2 separate regions of the Mus musculus genome follow, and region 1 is linked to region 2. A link is a contact called in public promoter capture Hi-C data. All regions are on one chromosome and are shown on one strand. The core of a region is the stretch at or near the end of the contact, and the rest is flanking DNA. Distances in the headings are between cores, read along the strand shown.

What was found. Promoter capture Hi-C pulls out the DNA fragments that hold promoters and counts their contacts.
Region 1: a promoter capture Hi-C map of hippocampal neurons shows a contact between it and region 2, with 8 times the contacts expected there. A contact is called at or near these places in 6 of 39 promoter capture datasets (the 3T3-L1 cell line, frontonasal cranial neural crest, hippocampal neurons and 2 more) and 3 of 130 datasets of targeted methods (embryonic forebrain, forebrain and neural tube).

Annotation. Positions count from the first base shown.
Region 1 is chr19:27,439,770-27,446,168 of GRCm38.p6, reverse strand. No RefSeq gene overlaps it. Among named protein-coding and RNA genes, the nearest start is that of C030016D13Rik, 13 kb to the right of the region's middle.
Region 2 is chr19:29,097,354-29,104,491 of GRCm38.p6, reverse strand. It overlaps Rcl1 (RNA terminal phosphate cyclase-like 1), which reads right to left and starts at 3,117. Exons shown (of 9, transcript NM_021525.2): 1 at 2,852-3,117. The coding sequence starts at 2,987.

The DNA of each region.
Region 1 (6,399 bases), core at 3,524-6,023, 1.7 Mb after region 2:
ACAAGACTGGACTAGGATTTCACATGTAGACCAGCCTGTCCTGTAGCTTGCTGCAATTTCCCTGTTGTTTGGCTTCTGGAATCCCAGGGTTACAGGTAGGCATTGTCAAGCCCAGTCTTTCATATTTGCACTTTAGTTTCTCCATGGGGGTTTTATAACAATTATTTTTCAAAGGGTTTTAAATGATAGTAGACACATCATAATGGTAGATATTTATGGCATTCCAGACAACATTTAAATGAATGGGTGTAGTGTGTAATGATCAGACAAGGGTAGTTGGCATATCCATCACAACAAATATGTATTTTCTTTCTGTGGGAACTATTCAAGAACATCTCTGCCGGGCATTTTATTTTTTTTAATTTAATTTTATTTTAGGTTTTTTACTTATTCACTTTACATCCTGTTCAATGCCCCACTCCCAGTTACCCCCTCCCACAACCCTTCCTCCACTTCCCTAACCGTTCTCCTCTGAGCAAGTGGAGGCCCCTCTAGATATCCCTCCCACTGTGGCACTTCAAGTTTCTGTGAGGCTAGGTGCTTCCTCTCCCACTAAGGGGAGACAAGGCAGCCCAGCTAGAAGAACCTATCCCACGCACAGGCAACAGTGTTTGGAATAGCACCCGTTTCAGTTCTTCGGAACCCACATGAAGACTAAGCTGCACATCTGCTACATATGAACAGAGTAGCCTAGGTCCACCCCGTGTATGCTCTTCAGTTGGTGATTCAGACTCGGAGAGTCCCAAGGGGCCAGCTTAGTTGACTCTGTTTTTCTTCCTGTGGAGTTCATATCCCCTTCAGAGTCCACAGTCCTTCCTCCTACTCTTCCATAAGAGTCCCCAAGCTTCATCCACTGTTTGACTGTGGATGTCTGGGTCTGTCTGAGTCAGTTGCTGGGTGGAGCCTCTCAGAGGACAACGTGCTCCTGTCTGCATCTGCTAGGTATTTCAAATACACAACTGTTAACAGAACTCATCCTGCTGGTTTAGACCATAAGAAGTCGAACCTCTGATTGTACCACTAATTTGATAATCACCCTTTCACCAATCCCTATCCTTCACCCTTCTCAGCTTCCGTAAGATCAGCTTTTTAACTTCCGACTATAAATGAGAGGATATGGTCTTTGTCCTTCTGAGTCTAGCTTATTTTACTTAACATGTTATCTTCCGGTCTATCTATGCCACTACAAGTGACAGAATTTCATTCTTTATGTCTGGACCATATTCTGTTGTGTGTCTATATCACATCTTCACTGAATACTACCAACCAATGAACAGCAGTTTAGCCTATATCTTGGCTTTGTTAGTAGCAATGCACAGAGGAGTGCAAGCGCCTCTTCAGTACACTGGTTGTATTTCCTTTGGGCGTATACCTAGTATCAGGATAACTGGATCATGAGGTAATTCTATTTCCTTGAGGAGCATTCAATATTACTTCCCATTTACATTCCTACCAATAGTGTATGAGAGTTCTTTTTTCTCTGTATGGATGCCAAGGAAAGTGTCCTGGTTTCCCCCATCGTAGTTTTGTAGTTTGGGGTCTTTCACTTAAGGGTCTGTCTATTTTGAGTTAGTTTTTGTTCCTTAGGAACAAACATAAAGCCCTACTGGGTGTTGTGGCACACACCTTTAATCCCAGTACTCAGGAGGCAGAGGCAGGCAGATCTCTGTGAGTTGGAGGCCATTCTGGTCTACATAGGCTACAGGCTATCCAGGCTATGGAGGGCTACAAAGCAAGACTCAATCTCAAAACAACAAATGTGAAGGCATGCCCCCCCAGCATGAACTATGACATAGCCTGAGGGGTGGGGTGGATGGGGGTCCATCTAAGCATCGGACGGTTTTAAGTTACTAAGTGATTACAAGGCACAGCCAGGGCTGGAAGATACTACCAGTTCAGAAACTGGCAGCTTGACCAAAGCACTTCTGGGCTGTGTCACCACAAGAGATGGGACAACAGGTTTCTGTCCCCATTTTACAGGAGCCTCAATCAGATAACTGACCTGGCCATCCAGTAAGTCTCCGAGGTGGAACTTAAATCTGTCTTCTGACTCAAATTCCAGACTCTTTCACACAAATATAGCAGAAGCCATCTGTAAATAACGCTGTCTATCCCATGCCTAACCATCGCCACTGCTTCTTCATATTTAGATCGCATTTCTTTTTCTGTCTTGTCTCAATAGATCACTAACCGACAAAGCTTGGGAACAGACCCCAAGCTGCATTATTCACTCAGGACCTAGCATATTCTGGGTTCTGCACAAGCTATTTTTTGAATGAATGAATAAATGAATGAAGCTGTTGTTCCCAATGTTCTCTGAAAATTCTTGTCCTGCTTTAGTGATTGTACTGCCTGGTGGAAGTCACACTCAAAGGTTGGTAATTAGGTCTGGTGAGATGGCTTAATGGATTAAAGGTGTTTGCTGCCATGGTGTGTGTGTGTGTGTGTGTGTGTGTGTGTGTGTATGCCATGGTGTGTTTGCTGCATTCACACACACACACACACACACACACACACACACACACCCCACATGCATACTTATTTTGAGGCAGATGGTGGTAGTTTAACTCCGAGAACAAGTGAGCTCATACCTGGGCCTAAGGAGCATGCCCTGACCCCAAACACTTACATAGCTGAAAATGTCACTGAGTGTTGAGATTTTAAAAATTAAGGTTCTGCTTAGAAGTCTTCTAACTGCCGGCTGTCATAAATAGGTTTCAGTGGAACAACTTGCTCTGCCAGCACGATTGCAAATCTAGGAAGACAAAGGAGGGAAGAATAATCTTGCATTAAGTTTCTTGCAGTTATTTTCCCTCAAGGTGAACCTAATGACTCCCCCAAACTAGAAACGTCAGGTCCCTACCAGGCAGTAAGGCTTTCTGTGGTCTCTTTCTCTAGCTTAAGACTGGAGGCTATGGACCATGGTTTTTCAGCCTTGGCAATAGGGATGTTTAGGTTTGTAGAATGTTGCTGTGGGTGGGGATTTGTCCTATTCACTGTAGGAGTTTAGAGGTGTCCCTGCCCTCCACCAACAGCTTAGCCAAAGCCTTTCCCCAGAAGTCCACACAATCCTAACAGAGGCTCTCTCTTAACCTCTTTCATCCTTTCTCTTCCACAGGCTATTTCTTTTATAACCTTTATAGCCTTTATTTCCACTTATTGCAACAGACAAGCTAACAAAACTGGTACCAAACATGGTTCCACAACGTTGGAAGCAGGATGGAATTCTGAGAGTGACCCATTCACTACCTCCTTGCCATTCACTGTGGCAAGGAGGACCACAATCCAAACTGAATATGGGGCACACATGGTCCAAAGGGCAGCATGGCTGCTAAGTTGCTAAGCAAATCACTATCCGTGGGCTAGGATGTCTGATGAAAATACTCTTGCCAGAGCAGTCAGTGGCTCAGGCATTTGGAAGCTTTCAATTATGCTTTTTGTCCATGTACTGTAATGCCCTACAGAAACAACCTAGGAGAGGAGAGGTTTGTATTGGCTCCCGATTTACGGTGATGCAGTGACTAATCTTGGTTGTCAGATGGGAAGCGACTGAAACCCAAGCTGCTGAGTGCTCCTGGGAGGGAGTTTCTTAGATAAGTGGATGAGAAAGACTCCCCTAAATCTGGGCCACACCTTCTGGTGGCAGCCCACAGGAAAGGACACCAAAGAATGAAGCTTTGTTTTTGGCCTGCTTGCCCAGAATTCTCACTAATCCCTTCCCTGAGATTAGAACCTACATCTCTGGGGTTTCAATTTAGACTGAAGCTTGGCAGTCAGGAATCAGTGATGACACCAAGATGGATGTGATGATGACCTTTAACCCTCAAGGCCAGTTTCTTAGCAACCTACTTCCTTCAGCTGGGTCCCAAATCCTGAAGGTTCTACAACTTCTTTAAACACTAGCTGGGGACCAACGGTTGAAACACAGGGCCCTGTGGGGACATTTCATATTCAAACCTTGACAAAATGTTCTGTCAATGGAGTTGAATGATTTCCTGAAGAAGAGTAATGAGTAGCAGGGTGTCTTTAGCAATGAAGACCTAGTAGGAGGGCCATTGGACATTTGGTAGATTTCAAATAGGCTTCTACCTCCTGTAGGCAAAAGGACAAGCTGAAAGAAAACACATTTAAAAGTCACGAATCTAAAGACTCTTGCAAGTATTCAGCCACTGTGGTCTACTATAGTCAGGTCAGTGTGCTGGTTGAAAAAACTTGAGACACTGAAACGTGAGCTAGGGACGTGAGTAGATACCCAGTGTCAGTACGGAGCACCCCAGCCAAAACCTAGATCCCCCACCCCCCACCCCATGCAGGAGACATATAAATGTCTCTCCTTGTAAGAACCCCTCTCTTCTCTCCCCAGCCAACAGCTGCCCCGTTGCCTCTCAGCCATCAGAGCAATAACTAAGATTAAATCCCAGCAGCAATGCTGGGCCTGATGAGAGTGATTATCCTAGAGCAGACTTTCAAGAGTTTCCCTGTGCACACTGTCCAAGGCAGAATACTGAGAGACTGAATTACAAGGGACTAAAGGGAAAAAAATAAACATGCGAAGATATACTTAGGGTCACTTTCTCAAGGCATGCTTCTTAACACCTTGGCATGATCTCCAAAGGTCAGAGCAGAGCCATTGTTATATGGCTTCCCGAATGCCTGAGTTTACCATAGCAGATGGTAAAAGATAATGAAAGCAGTTGGAAAATAGGATGAGAAGCCGTTCAAATTACTTTGAGTGAACAACATTCATTTCTAGTTTTGTACCAGGGCTATGTTAGCTCGCCCACCCTCTGTCTTAATTTAGTCCGAAGAGCTCTGGGCCATCTGGACACTACGCAGAATGTCACTTCATACCAGTACATCAATAAAACAAAGGCATGGCTGGAATGCTAGAGACCTTGATTAGAAACAGGTGTCCCATAGGGCAGGCAGTGAACTCTACAAAGTGGGCCACTGCAGTAAGGCTGCCAGGAATTCCGTGAGCATGGATGTGACATGGTGACATTTTTGCATGCTGATACATATCCACAAAGGAAGAGTCACTGAACAATCACTTTAGCCAGTTGACATTAGTCTCCAGCTATGGATATGATGGGTGTAGTGATGGAGTAACTAGGGTGGCAGAGATGGAATCTCTAGATATAGGCCCACAGCACAAATAGTCACTAACCAAGACAAATGTAACTGCTACTTCCAGTGGCCAAAAGCCAGTAAAGGACACTCTATGGCACTTTTACACAAAGAAACCAGTAGGCAGGCCACTTGGTGGCAAGTTCATGACACAAGCTCTACTCATTCTGAAGGGACCACCAGTTCCTTCTGACAGAAGCAATGCCCAATTTTAATTATGCGTTGTCCTTTGCCATTCACAGAGCCTCCACTAAGACTTGAATCTACTAGCCTGTGAAATGCCTGGTCCTTGGGCACAAATTCTACAGAACATAGTCTGTACACGGGAGATGTGCATCAGAGTGAAGCAGAAGCAGTGGGGCCTGTGCCTTGAGATTCATGGGCCGTATCACACCCTGTACTACCCAGATACAGGCAACCTGACAAAGCATGATGCTGGCTTGTTGGAGACATAGCCGAAACACTGGCTGAGAGATAAACATCTGTGAAAATGAAGTACTGCCTTCCAGAATACAGAGCAAGTGGTATGCTCCTCAAAATAATGCATGTGTGTAAAGATGATACATGTGTCTAGGGACCAAGGGATGGCAGTTCTGAATGGAGACAGTTACCTTCATTCTCTGTGTCCCTCTTGGAAAAAAAAAATCATGCTTCCTGTCTCAAACGATAGGATCTGCAAGGTGAAAATAAATAATGAAAAAATTTTCCCAATAGGGACACACTTGCCAGAGGAGAGAGGAAGTCCATTGAATTATGGACATCACCTAGATATTTTGAACTGGTTGTATCCAAGACCAGCAGATAAGAAGAGGAATCACTCTCATGGCCAGGAAAATTAACTCTGGTTAGTAGAAGTTATGGCTGCCTCTATACACTAGAGACAGGAAGAAGAGGATGAAGAGCCCACTGACCCACTTAGATGTCTTGCAGGGGGTTTTAGCCCCCATTGTAGCTGTAGACATGTGGCAAAGCCTTAGAAAAGTATGGTTAGAAACAGTGCAAATATCTATGTAAGCCCACTCTCAGAACCGTATAGGTAGCGAAAGGTGAGATGAGTTTCAATGAAGAGCAGAGAAGGAAGCCCTTGAGGCCCTGTTGTAGGGACTTTGGAGGGTCTGCTTCCCAGTATAGCGGAGAGATAGATTATTTGAGGGTTGGACTCTGGTAGCCATGGGAGTGAACTGTTCTGAGTGCTTCTCAAGGAAGAACTTGGAACTAGCGGTGCCATGATTTCAGGAATCGCGGTGACATGAATGCTATATCTATGTTCTT
Region 2 (7,138 bases), core at 1,868-4,367:
TCCTCCACACGCACTCCCTTCGGGAGGTTTAAGGAAGCGCCTTTGGGGGAATGGGAATTGCACTCCAGCTGGACTGTACGGGGTATTCTCTGAATCTGTTCCACATTCCATTACCTGAGTCAGGAAGAGGCAGGCAGAGATGGAACATGCTACTGAGGACTGAACTATGAACCCAAATCCACATTCATGTGTTTCTGTATATGTGCATATTTTGCATACTTAACTTATGTATGTATTTTCGGGCACGTTAAGTCTACCAATTAAAAGTTGAGATGTGAATCGAGGTCCCTCTGAAAGTAACCGAACAGTGGACCCTAAAACCTCAAGTGTCAGTCTCTGTGACATTAGTACCTTGAGAAGGTGTGTTAGTTGGGTTTTGCTGTTAACTTGACACAAACCAGAGTCAGCTGAGGAGAGGAAATTCCAATTCAGAAAACACACACATTACATTGGCCTATGTATGGGCAAGCCCATGGAATGATGTCCCCCTGGGCAGGTAGATCTGCAGAATATAAGAAAGCAAAAAGGGCAAGACCATAAGCAGCAGCTTCCTACCCTGATTTCCCTTCCTGAGCAACTACAACTATAAATTGAAATAAACCCTTCCCTCCCCAGATGGACTAGGGTCAGACTGTTTTTCCACACCAACAGAACCCTAAGACATGGAGCAAAGCAAACTATGTTCTACAGTGGCACCCCATAGAATCCCAGCTAGTACTGCCTCCCCAGGTACCGGAATCCCTAGCTTTTCAGAAAAATGCCAAGGGCAAGATCCTGCTTTTGAAAGAAAAAGGAACCCACATGTGAGTTCCTAGAAACATTGAAATACTGTATTAGAAGGCACCTATCAAGTCAACTCTGAATTCTATCTTATGGGTAACATATTTGTGAAAGAAAGCCCAAGTCTCCATGCTAAAGCACTTGCAATCTTAATTAATTAATTAATTAATTAATTAATTAACTAATTAATTAATTAATTAAAGTAAAACCTTGTGCCCAGTGGTCACAGTAGAAGCAAGGTCTCTAGGCTAATCTGGGGTTGGAAACACAACACAGCAGCCCAAGCAATAACCTCTCCCAAGGACCAGATTTAAAACTGGGGGTGCAGAGGGAGTGGGGGTAAGAGATTTGAGAGAATGGAGTACAACCAATTTAGTCATCATCTCTCCTCAAACTCTGAGGTTTTTGACTGTTTGCTTTCAGGTTTTGTTTCTGTTAAACGGTCTTGTTTTTTTTTTTTCCCAAAACAAGGTCTGACTATGCAGCTCTGGCTAGGTTAGAACTCACAAGTGAGCCAGCCGGTGGTGGCGCACGCCTTTAATCCCAGCACTCGGGAGGCAGAGGCAGGCGGATTTCTGAGTTCGAGGCCAGCCTGGTCTACAAAGTGAGTTCCAGGACAGCCAGGGCTACACAGAGAAACCCTGTCTCGAAAAAGAAAAAAACAAAAAACAAAAAAACAAAACCAAAAAAAAAAAAAAAAGAACTCACAAGTGTAGACCAGGCTGACCTCTAACTCAGAGACACACTGTGTGGCCCAAGCTGGCCTTGAACTTGGGATCCTCCTGCCTCAGCCTACAGAGTGCTAGGATTACAAGGCTGTGTCACCAAGCCCAGTGCTCTCTCCAACAGGGAAGACAGACTTTACTCACTCCCTTAACAAGCCTTCTGTTTTTTTTTTCTTTCCTAACCTATTTCCATCACCATGCACAAAACGTTTACAGTGGTAGCAATGAAATTATTAAAAAAAAATTCAGACATGATGAAATAATCTAGCCCTCTAGTAAGAAAAGAAAAAAAAAAAAAAAAACCTCGCAAAAATAAACATACCAGCCTGACCCAGGAGGTCTCCTGAACGAACTACAACCCCCCCCCCCCTTTCAGGCTACTGATAGTTTTTTTTTTTTTTCTCTTTTTGGTTTTAATTGGTTCAATTGTCTTTATCAGAAGGGATCTTGGAGACACTTTTGAACACGCACCTAAATTCTAGGGGAACAGCTGCAAACCAAAGCCATTTAACAAGACGCGGGTTCAAATGATGGGTTCAACCTATCTATCTACCTTTGTGAGACAGATAAATCAATAAGACCTTTGAAGCCTGCAGTTTAATGTTTGGCCTTCCTTTTCCTTAAGCCAAGACAACTACGTCTACGACGTAAAAACTATCTTGGTTGAGCGCTCAGGAGCAGACCTGTAATCCCAGCACTCGGGAGGTGGGGAGGTAGAAGGAACAGGACTTGAAGGGCATCCTCAGTTACATACATAGTTTGAAGGCAACCTGAGCAACATGAGACTCCGGTTCAAGAAAAACAAAACAAAACCCTATTACAAAGCTTCGCTACTGCGCACATCGGTGACTAATAGAAACAAGCGCATCGTTTAAAAATAAAATTTTATAATACACTTCCGAAGAGATAGGGCGGGGGTGTGGTGGGGGGGGGAGGAGATAAATAATGGCGACAAAAACTGGTGTCCAAGCGGGGCAGCGGTTTCAGAGACCTGCTTTGGATGAGATTGGGAAACCAATCTGTGGTACTTTTCTCTCTAATGTCTCACTCAATCACTAGATGTTGGTCCAATAAACTGTTTGTTTTTCTCCAGGGAGGTTTATGGCGAAAGCAAGAGACTCAAGAGAGGGAAGCGAGTGGGCGATGCCTACGATTCGTAGCAACAAGCTAGCCAGGAAAACGTGCAGCTGTTTACTACCCGTGCCCAGGAGCCACAGGGCATCCTTCCACGCGTGGCGCAGCTCGCGGACAGATCTGTCGCCCGACCACCATCCCTCCCACGCGCCCAGTGGCCACTCCGGGCTACGACCCCGGGTCCTCCCTCCTCGCGCCCCCTCCCAAGTCACCTCGGAGGCCCGGGTTGTCGTCCCTGGCGCGAATCCTGCGGATCTTGACCGGTCGCCCGCTCAGGGTGGACAGGACCAGCCGCTGGCGCAAGAAGTTACACCCCGCGTAGCTGAGTGAGTGCGCCTGGGTCGCCATGTGCGCGCCGTCCGCAGAGGCCCGGGACCCGGGACCCGGGAGCGCGACCAGGACCAAGGCAGCCCCCGACGCGTCCACGTGGTTTAGAACAGGAAGACAGAGCGACTAGACACCGGGTCAGAGGGGAGCGGGGCGGAGCCAGCGGCCGCCCGCCCGCCTCCTCCCCTGGCTGGGGCGGCCCGGCCTCCGAGGCACACTACCATTGGCCCACGAGGGATCTGGGTGTTGCCCTCTCTGCGTCGCCATTGGTCTGCGCTGTAGCTGGGCGGTGCTCATGCCGCGTTGCCATTGGCCGGTAGTGAAAGAGGGCGGTGCCCGGGCCCCAGCAACAGCGCGCGGCTGGAGGGACCCAGTTAGTGCTGCGGGGAAACCCCGGCGCCCAGACGCCTTGGGGGTCTGTCTGTCTGTCTGTGCCGGACTTTCACGGCCTATGCGATAAAGGAGGCAATGGCTCCGCCTGGGTGCCCACAGCTGGTGGTACTTAGCAACGTACCTACGGCAGCCCCGGGCAAGGATGCTAGCTAGCCTCTCCCGCGTTTTCCTGCCACCGAAGAGAACAGGATTGACACGCTTACCCTGTTGTAGGCGCCTTGTCTGGGTCTGAGCCGAAATCCTCTGAGGTGCAGCCTGCAATCTTTCACTCCCGGGAAATTGCCAAGCTGTCAGAGGCTGCCTGAACTAGGACCCCGAGCCTTTAGACAAGAGACCGCTGCTTATTTTGTAATGAGGGGCCTCTCTTTGTCCCTTTCTCAGCTGCCCCTTCGTTCATATTCTTTGAGTTTGGTGTCAAGACATATCTGTAACCTCGCATGACTCAAAATGGACAGTTGCAATAACTTCAAGACATACATGCTCATGCATGCACGGGGGATGGGTGGGTGGAGATCTTGCTTTTCCATCTGTCCTGTCATCCAAGCTTGCACTACAAAACCTTTCTAAATATTGTACTGTTTCACGCCTCCATTAAAAAAACAATCAAATGACTACCAACTTAGGAACGCAGTGGTCTTAGTGTTAGGTTTACAGCCAGCCATTCACGGGCTGTAACCCCAGACCTTAAGTCCCAGAAAGCACAGTGAAGGATGGAGTAGAAGCTGGAGAAAGAAAAAAAAGGGGGCCATCCTAAGCGAGTGAGAGTCCCAAGGAAACCCCGAGGAGCATCAGTGGCCATCAGAGAAGAGTCTACGGATCAGCCCTGAAATCCACTGAGGCAGCTAACCCACTTACCACAACGCCATTCTGTTAAGACTGCCTTTACACAGCTAAGCGGCATCTGACAGGCAGCGTTCTTTGGAAAAGCTCCAGGACCCATAGGCTCTCCTCTAAACGTTGTTGTGAAGAATACTAAAGCACCAGGGGTACTTTCACATCAGGAATGGATTTTTCATTTTCTTTTTTAATGCTATCTCGTTTAATTACTCAATAGTCTTTAGAAAAAAGATATTATTCAATAAAGAATGCTCACATCCGTTCAGAGCTCACTGCTTTCAATGGAGACCTTCTGAGTTTTATTCCATCAGCGTCTCACCTCTGCTTCTAGATTTTCAAACCCACCTGGAATTGCAGGCCAATAGTACTGAGGTATCAATTCTCCTAGTCTTCAGGCAATGACTGTCCTGGGCTGACATGGAAATACCCAGGCTCTCTTTGCACATCCAGGAGGTAACTCTGGGGTGTCCTTTCAGCTCCAGTTTCTGGCTGTGGCATCCTCTTGGTTAAGCACCATCTCCTGGCTTCTTTCCCTGTATCCCTTCCCAGCTTCTCTCTGATACGTGCTAGAAATAACTCTCAAATAAATTATGTCCACTCTCATTTTTTGCCTCCGCGTCTTCTGGGCAATTGAGAATAAGTCCTGACTTATAAAATCTGAGAACTGAGATGTAGAAGGGGGAGGGGGAGCTTGTTGTAAGCAACACAGTAAATGGCAGAATCACAATGACAGCTCCATTTACTAAGCTATTCTTTTAGACTTCTAAACCTTCTGGGGGATGCGGGGGTAGGGGAGAAGCGTCTTCAGCATAGTTGGAATGCAGCAAAAGCCACATAGAAGAGAGCTAACTGGCCCAGTAGCCAGAATCAAGTGCCAGACAGGGTATCGAGTAAGCCAGCAGACAGTTTCACTCATCACCCCTAGACTCCCTGACTGGTCTTTGGTAGCACCTTCACTAATGCCATCTGAGGTAAAGATGAGCTGTTTCACCAAGTCCTGTCCACATTGCATAGCCACAAATTAGTGCCAGCTACGGGGTTGGGTGATTTGTTACACAATAATAAGTAACTGAAAGTCATTCAGTGTGGTACAGACATTGCTGTTTTAGTTTAGATAGCTACGACTGCACATCCCTGAGCAGTAACGAATTAGCAACCCACAACAAATGTTTGCATGATATTACAGAGTGAGTGCCAGCAGGTACCACACTGAGAGTCTTGTCTATGGGACCTTATTTTGTCTTCACACCAAGATAGCTCACAAGTTGGACTGTAAGTGAATAGAAGCTTACAGCACAGCTCTGTAGAATGCCGCCTATGTTTATATTCTGTACAATTTATTAATTTGTTCCTAGGACCTTCTGCCTAACTAAATGGTAAATGAAATGTGTCTCACTCCGTGATTGCTTCTGTAACACTTCTCTACTTATAAGGACCAAAATCTACTTGACTAAGCCATAGGACATTGGGAGAAATAAATTTTTCCTACTACACAGACAAAGCTTCTTAAAAACCACACCTCCTGCCATTTCTCATCCTTCCTCCTTAGTCTTCAGGGATCCCAGGGCTCGTTTTATCCGACTCAGTCTGGAACTATTGTGCTCCAGTTTAACCATGAGTTTCTATGTCCTCAAGTGCTTACAATGACTACTCAAAACTATGTTTGGGCAGATTCTGTATAGACTTTCATCACTTCTGTGTAAATGACCTTCTACTCAATGAGGGTGTGTCTTAGTTAGGGTTTCTATTCCTGCACAAACATCATGACCAAGAAGCAGTTAGGGAGGAAAGGGTTTATTCGGCTTACACTTCCATGTTGCTGTTCATCATCAAAGGAAGTCAGGACTGGAACTCAAGCAGGTCAGGAAGCAGGAGCTGATGCAGAGGCCATGGAGGGATGTTACTTACTGGCATGCTTCCCCTGGCTTGCTCAGCTTGCTTTCTTATAGAACCCAAGACTACCATCCCAGAGATGGCCCCACCCACAAGAGGACCTCCCCTCTTGATCACTAATTGAGAAAATGCCTTACAGCTGGATCTCATGGAGGCATTTCCCCAACTGAAACTCCTTTCTCTGTGATAACTCCAGCCTGTGTCAAGTTGACACAAAACTAGCCAGTACACCCACCATTAAGAGACTTAAATTTTTTTTTTTTTTTTTTTGGTTTTTTCGAGACAGGGTTTCTCTGTATAGTCCTGGCTGTCCTGGAACTCACTCTGTAGACCAGGCTGGCCTCGAACTCAGAAATCCACCTGCCTCTGCCTCCCAAGTGCTTCAGTTGGGGAAGTGACTCCATGAGATCCAGCTGTGGGGTATTTTCTCAATTAGTGATCAAGGGGAAAAGGCCCCTTGTGCGTGGGACCATCTCTGGGCTGGTAGTCTTGGTTCTATAAGAGAGCAGGCTGAGCAAGCCAGGGGAGGCAAGCCAGTAAAGAACATCCCTCCATGGCCTCTGCATCAGCTTCTGCTTCCTGATCTGCTTGAGTTCCAGTCCTGACTTCCTTTGGTGATGAACAGCAAAGTGGAAGTGTAAGCTGAATAAACCCTTTCCTCCCCAACTTGCTTCTTGATCATGATGTTTGTGCAGGAATAGAAACCCTGACTAAGACAGTGGGCTTCACTAAAAAACTTCCTTCAAGAGGGAAAAATATCAGGTCACAGTCACAATCAAAAGCAAAAATCAATCTCCAACCATCCAATGTCTGGGATCCAACTCACGATCTTCTGGGCTCCTCCAAGGGCTTGGGTCACTTCTCCAGCCATGCCCTTTGTAGCATACATGTTGTCTTCTATGCTCCAGCTGCCTGTAGTCCACTGCTGCTGATGTTCTTGGTGGTCATCTCATGGTACTGGCATCTCCAAACTGCTGCTGTCTTCCACTGTAACTTGGCTTCAACAATAGCCTCTCATAGGCTCTCTTCATGGTGCCAAGCCTCAACTC